Linked DNA regions of Lactuca sativa: region 2 is linked to region 1. Evidence: chromatin contacts called from public Hi-C data. All regions are on one chromosome and are shown on one strand. The core of a region is the stretch at or near the end of the contact, and the rest is flanking DNA. Distances in the headings are between cores, read along the strand shown. Region 1 holds the start of LOC111910456 (putative phospholipid-transporting ATPase 9). Region 2 holds the start of LOC111910459 (lysine-rich arabinogalactan protein 19).

Region 1 (5,487 bases), core at 2,227-4,726:
GCTAATTTGCACTTTTGTCCTTAACTTCTTTTTTTAATTCTCGAAAGGTCCTACAATTTGTTTTTGTTGCGCGCTTGGTCCTTATTTTATCTAAAAAGACTATTTTGCCCTTGAGTTTTTTAATTTATTTATATAAGGTGGGGTAGGTAAGGTAAGGTGAGGTGAGGTGAAAGTGAGGTTGGGGGTGTGTTTATTTAAATAAATTAAAAAATCAAGGGCAAAATGATATTTTTAGGTAAGACAGGGACCAAACGCACAACAAAAACAAACTAATGGGACCTTCCGAGTTAAAAAAAAATTACTTAGAGACCAAACGTGCAAATTACTCAAACCATAGAAACCATTCATGTAATTTACTCATAATAAAACGATTTCTATGATCAATATCATATAACTTATGTTTACATAAACCTATGGCCTAATATCGCTTATAACACAAAAAACGAGAAGTGAGTTGCCCCTTATGTTAACAATAATGTTCTAAATATCGTTAGGTGTGACTTGGGGTCAATGTCAAATCTTAAACTTTTATGAGCCGTGACGAGTCACGAGTCATGTCGTTTTTAAATTGTAAGGCGTGACTTAAGGCAACAATTTTCTATATTATTACCAATTATATATATATATATATATATATATATATATATATATATATATATATATATATATATATATATATAACGTAAGATGACATTTTGTTAAAACGTGACAACATATACAAATTTTGGAGGCATGACGCGTCATAATAAAATCTTGACAAATTTTTTGAACCTTGATTAACAACCATAATAAAAAAAGACAAAATTGAAAAAATGGTCCTTGTGGTATGCATATTTTTGGGGTTTTAGTCCAAACCATGATTATTTTTGGATTGGTGGTCATTTTGAGCTAGTTTCCTTGCATTTTTGCTCCCTATCCAAACTAAAAAGACTATTATACCCTTAATGAATTTAATTTTCATTTTTCTTTCACTTTTTAAAATTATTATTATTATTAAATATAAAATTGGGCCCACATGTCCACCCTCTCTCTCTCTCTCTTTCTCTCTCTCTCTCTCCAACTCGATTCCTTCCCCAAACCATGTTGCTGCCATTTCTGATAAACCATTTCTTCCCGTCAATGACAAATTGAAATTTCAGTGATCATCAGATGAGCACCATACTCTTTAATCACCACCGCCTCTTATTTCTCTTCCTCCCACGAACCAAGAAAGTTCCAAATAATGATCATGGAAACGAAGTTATGTGAAAGTTTTCATAACATAAAGTTTATTGATTACAATCAACCCATAACCAGATGCGAGAACTAAAGAGAAGAAGATGAGCAAGAAATCAACTTTCTTTAATGCTTGCCTGTACCAGTCTTGCTTGTAGTCAAACACTTAATGGGAACGAGACTCTACCTCTTCACCAACAAAGATGGATGCGAAGCAACATGGGAAATCCGTCAGAGATGTAGAATCGATTTGAATTCTGATTTTAGGGTTCTAAATTCGATTTTAGTTCTGATTTTAGGGTTCTAGAATCGACTTCAACCTCATAACACACATAAATGTAACGTCATATATGGAGGTCTTCATACTCATAAACCCTTTTGTACATGTTCGTTCATGGTCGCCAGAATTTAATCGAAACCCTAGCAGCTTCTCGCACCAGAGATAGGGGTTTTCAGGGTTTTAAGGGTAGGGTGCAAATGGTTTTTGGAGTATTTTCTGTTGGTGTATAAACAAGCTACATGACGATGATGAAGGTGTCATGTAACCGAAGAAGTGGGAGATGAAGGGGTGGGGATGAATGTTTGTTTTGGATATTGGTATTATGATGAACATGATTTTGAAGATGCAACAATATATAGTTATGTTCTTGATTTTTTGGGACAAACAAACAACTAGAGGTGGTGGATTTCATAGCAAAAGATGAAATGGTCGGCATTCCTGGTAGGATTATGAGAGAGAGAGAGAGAGAGAGAGAGAGAGAGAAAGAGAGAGTTGGACCCCATAATTTTTATTAATAAAACTTTAAATTAAATAGCAAAAACCATAAAAAATGTATCAGAAGGGCATTTTAGTCTTTTCGGTTTTATGGGGGACCAAAAATGCAAGGAAACTAACTCAAAAGGACCATCAATCCTAAAAAGTCGTGGTTTGGACTAAAACCTCAAAAAAATGCATACCACAGGAACCATTTTTGCAATTCTATCTAAAAAATATACACAAGTCACATGCAGCTAATCCATACCTTAGAGTTTTTAAACTTTTTTTTTTGTAAACATAGTTTGTGTTGACCGATGACCATCTTTATTTTATATAAGGTTATAGCTTCACAGTGTTGTAAACCTAACACTAGAACTGTATCCAGAAAAAAATTATCTTTAGTGTGACACTTCATGATTTTTGGTATACTAAAAGATAATCTTAGAGTAAATTATACGAATGGTCCCTATGGTTTAGGATAATTTATGTATTTGGTCCCTAACTTATTTTTTTAACTCGGAAGGTTCTTACTGTTTGTTTTTGTTACGCGGTTGGTCCCTGTCTTACGTAAAAAAACTATTTTGTCTTTGCTTTTTTAACTTATTTAAATAAACACACCCCATACCCCACCCTCTCACCTTACCTTACCTACCTCATTATTTTTTTCTTATTTAAATAATAGTTTTTTAGATAAGACAGGGACCAAACGCGTAACAAAAACAAACAGTAAAGACCAAGCGTGTAACAAAACAAATAGCAGAAACCTTCCGAGTTAAAAGAAATAAGTTAGAGACCAAACACACAAATTACCCAAACCATAGGGACCATTCGTGTAATTTACTCATAATCTTAATATAAACCGAAATGTGCTCTCATATATTTTGTAATTTTCTTCTAATGAAGATGGATTATTTCATGTAATTTTCTAATTTAATTTATATTACTAAATAATAATCAAGTTTTACATTTGTTAAATCTGGACAATACGACAAGGTTCACCTACATAAATGGTTTGCTTTCTCATTGAAATCAATATCTTAAACAGAAACAAGAAAGTATATTTTAGGAAATACCAAAATCAAGAATTCCTTGAAATGGCAAAACATGGAAGGACATTAGGTTTGCTTTCTCATGGAGAAATGTTTACACATATCTACAATAATTTCCATACCCATTTACAATAACTACATATTTATATAGAACTAAAAGTCATTTTTTTGTTATTAATACAACATTTAATGAATAAATTACAAGTACTACAATTCATCAATATCAGTCTGAAAAATAACATCTGTACATAATTTAAAGATCCATCTGTCTCTTCTTCTTTGAAGCTTCTTTTACAAAATACAAAAAGGGGGAAAACAGGAGACACTTCTCACGCAATAGGTATAGATTTCTATCGGGATATTCTTTTCAATTATTAAATTAATATTATATGAGTGTGTGAATTGTTGAAATTAATTCGAAAAACAGAAAAAGAAACCCTCTTTGAAGTTTGAACAGTCTGTATTTCTTTAAATTTCGGTTCTTTAGAACCTTCCTCTCCCCTTTTTGTGAATTATAATCAAATTGAATCGAAATTATATTTTTTATTAATTGTTCTCGGTTTGATTATTGTGTGTTAGTTGGAAAAAAATTGAAAATTTCTTTAATCAACATCTTCGCCTTATTAAAGTCAAAACATGAAAGCGACACAGAAAGAGATCCATGGTTTGATTCTTCGGTCAAACCTTTCGAGCTCTAAGAATAAATCAAATTATACACCCACCTTCTTCCTTACATTTTCCTTTTCTTGTTCTTCAATCATGCCAAATATATATATAGACTTTGGATTTAGCTCCCATTGTTGAAAAAGAAAACCCTTTATTCATTTGTTCTTTCTCTTTGTTTTCGTGACACAAACAATTTATAGATTGTCAAGTAACTTTCACGAATTTGTAGTACACTTTGATAAGTTCTTGATTAGGTTATTTAATTTAATTACTGGGGTTTTGAGCTTTTCTGCTTGAACCCATTAATTAATTCCACTTGGGAGGTGAGTAAACCACCAATTCTTGTTGTTTTTTGAGGGATTCCTCATTTGGGTATCTGTAAAAATAAGGTTTCTTGAAAGAACTCTGGAGTTTTTTTTTTCTTCTTCTTCACATCATAGAACATAAGTAGAAAAAAAAAATGGGGACAGGAAGGAAAAGGAGGTTACATTTTAGCAAGATCTACTCCTTCAAGTGTGGAAGAAACAGATTCGACGATGATCATTCACAAATTGGGGGTCCTGGGTTTTCGAGAGTGGTTTATTGCAATGAAACTGGTGTTTCAGAAGCTGCAACTCAAATTTATGTAGATAATTATGTGAGATCAACCAAATATACGCCAATGACTTTTATACCAAAATCACTGTTTGAACAGTTTAGAAGAGTCGCAAATTTCTACTTTCTTGTTACTGGTATCTTGTCTTTTACAGCTCTAGCTCCTTATTCAGCTGTTAGCGCTATTCTTCCTTTAATCGTCGTCATTGGTGCTACCATGGTGAAAGAAGGTATTGAAGATTGGCAACGACAACAGCAGGTATGTTCATATGTTGATATTCCCAATTTTCTTCGATTCATGTCAGATCCAGCTCATTTTGGAGTTTGAATCTTTGGTTTTTTGTGGGTTTTGATTCGTTTTTGTCTATCGAACCTTTTTTTCAGGACCATGAGGTGAATAATCGAAAGGTGAAAGTTCATAGTGGTGGTGGAGTTTTCGAATCTCGAGAATGGAAAACACTGAGAGTAGGGGATGTAGTGAAAGTCGAAAAAGACGAATTCTTTCCTGCTGATCTTCTGTTAATTTCATCGAGCTATGAAGATGCTGTTTGTTACGTTGAAACGATGAACTTAGATGGAGAAACAAATTTGAAGCTAAAACAATCGTTAGACGCAACTTCCATGATCAACGACGATTCAAACATCAACAGCTTCAAAGCAACAGTCAAATGCGAAGATCCAAACGCAAGTCTCTACACTTTCGTTGGAACAATGGAGTTTCAAGAACAACAGTACGCACTTTCACCACAACAGCTTCTTCTACGCGATTCAAAGCTCAGAAACACAGATTACATCTATGGCGTCGTCATCTTCACTGGTCACGATACGAAAGTGATTCAAAACTCTACAGACCCACCATCGAAAAGAAGTGGAATTGAAAAACGAATGGATAACATCATCTATTTCTTGTTCTTCATCTTGTTTCTAATCGCTTTTCTGGGTTCGATTTACTTCGGGATTGTTACAAAAAACGATTTAGATGGTGACAGAATGAAACGATGGTATTTGAGACCCGACGATTCAGAGATCTTTTTCGACCCGAAACGCGCTCCAGCTGCAGCGATTTTCCATTTTCTCACAGCTTTATTGTTATACACATATTTAATCCCGATTTCTCTATACGTTTCAATAGAAATCGTGAAAGTTCTACAGACGATTTTCATCAACAACGACATTCATATGTACTACGAAGAAGCTGATAAACCC
Region 2 (5,487 bases), core at 813-3,312, 260 kb before region 1:
GCTTTCATTTTATGTTAATCGGAGACAATAACTGCAAAGAAAACGTGAATATACAAGTATTTGTATGTCAAATAAATAAATAATTTTAAAACTCTTTTGTTTAGCTTTAGAAATCAAAATCCCTTATTATTCAAATAAGAACACTAGTTTGGTAGACAAGAGTCATTATGTATTTTTGGATTTTTCTATTTGGAATATCGACTTGTATGCACCTGATTAGAGGTGCACAACCATTCGGTGTATGCCTTCTTAGGTTTTCTGAGATTAAATTTGTTTTTGTCCATACCGAAAAACGAAGCAAACCAAATTCTAGTCAATGCATACCAAACCAAATTACAATTTGGTTTGGTTTGGTTTGGTTTGGTTTGGTTTGGAACATGAGAAAACCAATTATTATGTTCAAAAATAAAATCAATAATTCCAATTTTGCAAATGTAAGATCTAAAGTTTCAAATATAAAAACATTAAATACGAACATAAAATACAAAGTTACAAACTTCTCAATATCTTCAAAGTGTTCCACATTTATAAAAGAAAGAAGTACCCATCCTAACTTCTTAAAATGTTTTCAATGTGTTCTTGCACAATGACCACGTTGTCAAGCGGATCCAATCTTGACAAATATTAATGCTTGCACAATTTAGGAATCAAATTTTGGCTATTTGGGAAAGTAGGGGTCTAACTAATAAGTATATATTTAACTTTTTTTTTTAAAAGTATAAAATTATAAATTATATAATTACTAAATCAATAAATTGATTAAACCAAATTCATAATTCGGTTTGGTATGAAACCCAAGCAAAAACCGAATTTGAAATTTGGTTTATTCTGAGTTTGATTCCTTTTTCAGCTTCCATCAGTTCCAAACCAAATAATGGTAACCCCTAATGCTCATTAGATACTGATCTGCAAAATAGGGATTTCTCATGCTCAATGTGCTCTGATTTATGTTGATATGATTTCATGAATTATAAATGAACAAATTTTTTTCTATTATAGTTGATTCAACTAAACCTAGCGATATTTTGAACCTTGTCGAAGCTGTTGAATTCCCAATTCCCAGATAGTTTGACTTGATTGAATTTGAATATCATGCGTACATTTAAAAAGAATCATAGTAAATACAAGTGGAAAATGTATTTATGTAGTTGTAGGGTAATAATAACATCAAAAATGTGGATCAAATTAACTCATGAAAACCAGTAGAACAGCGATAATGAATCCAACGCCTCCATTTTTAAACAGGGTTCTTCCATTGCTCTGTAATGAATAAATCAAATCGTCAGTTTTATGTTTTTCTTTTTAGTTTTTTTTAGATAAAAAGTGACATTTTTATAAATAAAAAAATTACCAGGTCGAGTGTTGGTGATGGTGCTGGTGCTGTATCATCAGAATCTGTGGTGGTTACCGGTGCTGGTGGGCTCTTGGCAACCGGTGCTGGTGCTGGTGCATGATGTTTCTTGTGTCTATGCCTTTTGTGCTTGTGTTTTGTAGGAGCGGGTGCCGGTGAGGGACTCATCTCCGGTGTTGGTGCTGGCGGAAGAGCAACCGGTGCCGGTGCTGGTGTTGGCGGTGGTGGAGCCGGAGCCGGTGCTGGTGGTGGAGGAGTCGGTGCCGGTGTTGGTGGTGGAGGAGTTGGTGCTGGTGTTGGTGGTGGAGGAATCGGTGCTGGTGGAGGGACAGTAGGCGGTGAAGCAACCGGCGGTGGTGTAGGGGCTGGCAATGGCGGTGGTGGAGTAGACGGAGCTGAGACCGGAGGAGCAGGTGGAGGAGGAGTCGGTGGTTGTGGTGGTGGGATAGATGGGCTAGAAACTGGGGTGGCTGGTGGTGGAAGTGGGGTGGTGGAAGGTGGCGGCACTATGGCGGGTGTAGTTGATGGTGACGTGGCAGGTGCTTGTCCTTCGGAAACCACCACCAGAAGGCAGATCAAAGCTGGAATAATAATAATCCTCAACATTTTTTTTGGTGAATTGTTGTTTTTGAATTGAAAGAATTGTTAATTTATAACACATAAAGCATGTTTAATTTCAGATGAAATCAAGAAAGTTGGTGCTACATGACCTTCATGTGGGTGGTGCATCTCATCTCAGATATGACTTAAAGATCAATCTTGATACTTTCATGATGTCAACTAACTACCTTAAAAGTAATAATAAATTAATAATCAAATGTCAAAAATTACAAAAATATTGTTTTTAATCTATAAACAAAAGATGATCTTAAAGGCATGCTGGATCTTGGATAAAAAGTCCGAATGATGATGGGAAACAGTAATAGATGTCGGCGGAATCAGTGATTCCGGTTCCGACGGAATTGGCGATTCCGGTTCCAGCGGAATTGGTGATTCTGGTACTGACTTTTTCTTTCTTCTTAATCGAAAGAAATTTTTCATGATTCCGGAACACTCTTCCGCCAACACTCCTCTTCTAACCGACATGTTTTTGTGGAACGGGTGCACAGGAGCAGACAATTTATCTATTGGTGTGGCGTCTTTTCCTTCATTCCCATCGGAAAATAGTCTGTAAAACCATGAGAAAGTTACTAAAAATGGAAATAATTAGTTGATTCTAGTTACTCCATTGTTGAAAATCATTTTGCATACCTAATCCAGCTACCATCAGCTCCTAATAGCTTATTTGGAGCTCCCCATACAAGTGTGTCAATTCTGGCTTGTAAAATTGCTCCAGCACACATGGGACATGGTTCAAGTGTTACATAAAGAGTAGTATCCTGCAATTCATTGAGAGTAAAATCAGTAATTACTTAAGATGCAACGAGTGAAAATAGTAAGTAAAAAAGAGAAAAATTAATTACCGAAAGTCTCCACGAACCAAGGATTTTTGAGGCTTCGCGTATACAAATCATCTCTGCATGAGCAGTGGAGTCATGTAATTTTTCTACCCTAAAAATTACACACATCAACTACTATACAAATATATATATTCCATCATATGAAAACAAAGATAAATTCCAAGAAAAAAAAAACTTACAAATTATATCCACGAGCTATAATTTTACCATTATGCACAAGTACAGCTCCAACAGGCACCTCCCATACATCAGCAGCTTTTTTAGCTTCCAAAAGTGCTTCCCTCATAAACATCTCATCTTCTTTTCGTTTCTTATCCTCAAAACTATACGCATCTTCCCATTCATCAAACTTGGAATCACTCAAAGACACATGAGAAGTTTTATTGGTTGGGGGGAATGGAATCGGTGATTCTTGATTACAGGGAGTGGAATCGTTATTGGAATCATGACTAGAAAACCATGCTTCGCTAGTAAGAGACAAACATGAGGAACACTTTCCGCCACCTGAGTGTGGAATGTGGGATTCCGAACGTGGAGATGAACATCGGAATCGGATTACGTCCCCGATAACTGTCAACAAGGATCTGATATTTTTCTTGACACCATCAAGAATCTCACTTGAAGATGTTATGTCATGATCTGATGATGCATCAGTCATGTGCCACATCTCATCAGAAGGCCCTTTATGACCACCATCCGTGATTCCTTCCACCATTTTCATTTCTAAACTTGGATACAATTTGTGTTTCTCAGATTTTTTTCTATGTGAAACTGATGAATTTTCACTATTTGTGACATGGGTATCCGAGATTCTTGATCTTTCTTGTGAATTCTCACTGGAAACTGTTGTTATTTTAATCAAATGGTTTGTTTTCTGATGTTTTTCTTCTTTAATATCTTTAACCATATGACAAACTTCAGTAGATATCTCTTCACAGTTCTTCATTCTACTTTCAGACATTGAAGATGTCCCACTCAAGTTAATTTTCTGAGGTTTTATCATTTCTGAAATCACTTTTAACTTCTGAGAGCTGAAAGTTGAATCAATAACACTGTTATCTTTATCTGAAAGTTTCTCGAATTGTTTACACTTCATTCTTGATCCTGATTTGTTAGCGACTCTATCAACCAATTCTCCATAATGTCCTTTTACAGTATCTTTCTTCTCCAGTATTTTCCCTTGTTCTTTATCACACCTCTGATCTCTTTTCACAACCCCAGAATCTACATTTTTCTTTTCCATATTATCACATATAAAATGATTCTTATCGATCTGTTTACACTCTTTTTCGCCACTATACTCCAAGCCCACCTCATCTGTTAATAAGCTAAGCATAACGTCTACATCATTCACATAAGCATCACTAACATTACCCAAAAACTTTTTTTTCCTCTTGTGTCCAAAACCCCTCTGTCTGTGTTTCCTTCTATCGTTGAAAGAAGAAAGCTTTTCATGGTAATAATTTCCATCAGTAAAGGAAGAAACCCCAGAGGTATTACCATAAAACTGTCTACTGCTACCATGAAAGATTAATCGTTTACTAAGTGACCATTGAATCAAAGTTGATTGGCTTAACCCTTTACATAAAAAGCTAGGGTTTATTACAGTCAATCTATTACACATTGAAATATTAGCAGCAGAATAACAGCAACAACATTTTCGTGATGAAAATAATAATGGGTTTCTTTCAAACATTTCATCGAACATGTAGGAGGCGTGATTGGATGGTAAAGATAGGAGAGGTCTAGAACTAAGCGATACATCTGGGTTGAAACAAATGGTGTGCATTATCCTTGTGTTCTAACTTCTAATGTGGTTGTGGGTGAGACAGAGAAAGAGGAAGAGAAGGAAAGGGGTTGTTACCTTGATGTTAGAAGTGACTTTTTCACGCAGAATCTTTTTCGATCGGGAATGGTGACAATACACGGGAGATAGAAAGAAAGGACGAGAGTGATAGCATGTCATGTGGACTGTGTTTTAAGGTATTTGACCTGAGGTTAAAGATGATTTGTAGTCGACTAGTTGGGAATGATGACAGTAGTTTACTGATAACGATGTCAACAATTCGTTTAGAGGTAGTTCTGCTTAACAACATTTACTCCCTCTAAAATAAACGAATTTTGTTTTTCCAGTTTCTTTTTTTAATTTATTTGTTTGACAAGTTAATAAAGTAGTTAATAAAGCTAATTTATAAGTTAACTTTTTGAAATTCCGAGTTTTTTTTTTTTTTTTTTTTTTAAATCTTTTGAATATACATATTAATTAATTATAGAAAACAATAAGTTAGTTTTTACTCAATGTAACAGTAATAACAGCTATTTCTAAATCATGACCAAGTACACATGATTGAAATAGCATTGTATTTTCATAAACATTATACTAGTTACTAAATCTAAGTTCTGAAATAAATCAAATAACATTTAATGTGTATATGATGTTTATTTGTTATAAGGTTGGGGAGTGGTTAAACACCGCCCCTTGACATTATTGGGATGGCCACACATTGTCCCACATCCTCGATATGATGAGCTCAATATATGGATTAGGCCACAACACAACTTAAAGATGAGAGAAAAAACTAAGTTTAAAAAAGTATATGTTTTTTAATTCAAAATTTCAAAATTTTAACCACTTGTCAACAAAATAAATACTAATAACTAGAGTTTTTAACCAAA

What was found. A called contact is a pair of places that touch in the nucleus more often than the background predicts.
Region 2: a Hi-C map of leaf shows a contact between it and region 1, with 7 times the contacts expected there. The contact joins the promoter of LOC111910459 here to the promoter of LOC111910456 in region 1. A contact is called at or near these places in 2 of 4 Hi-C or Micro-C datasets (both in leaf).

What each region holds. Positions count from the first base shown.
Region 1 is chr8:53,152,484-53,157,970 of Lsat_Salinas_v11, reverse strand. It overlaps LOC111910456 (putative phospholipid-transporting ATPase 9), which reads left to right and starts at 3,476. Exons shown (of 10, transcript XM_023906293.3): 1 at 3,476-4,540; 2 at 4,666-5,487. The coding sequence starts at 4,148.
Region 2 is chr8:53,415,007-53,420,493 of Lsat_Salinas_v11, reverse strand. LOC111910459 (lysine-rich arabinogalactan protein 19) reads right to left here and starts at 2,062. Exons shown (of 2, transcript XM_023906297.3): 1 at 1,352-2,062; 2 at 1,045-1,260. The coding sequence starts at 1,957. The coding sequence ends at 1,186. LOC111910458 (tRNA(adenine(34)) deaminase, chloroplastic) reads right to left here and starts at 4,911. Exons shown (of 4, transcript XM_023906296.3): 1 at 2,991-4,911; 2 at 2,815-2,902; 3 at 2,603-2,730; 4 at 2,137-2,519. The coding sequence starts at 4,600. The coding sequence ends at 2,201.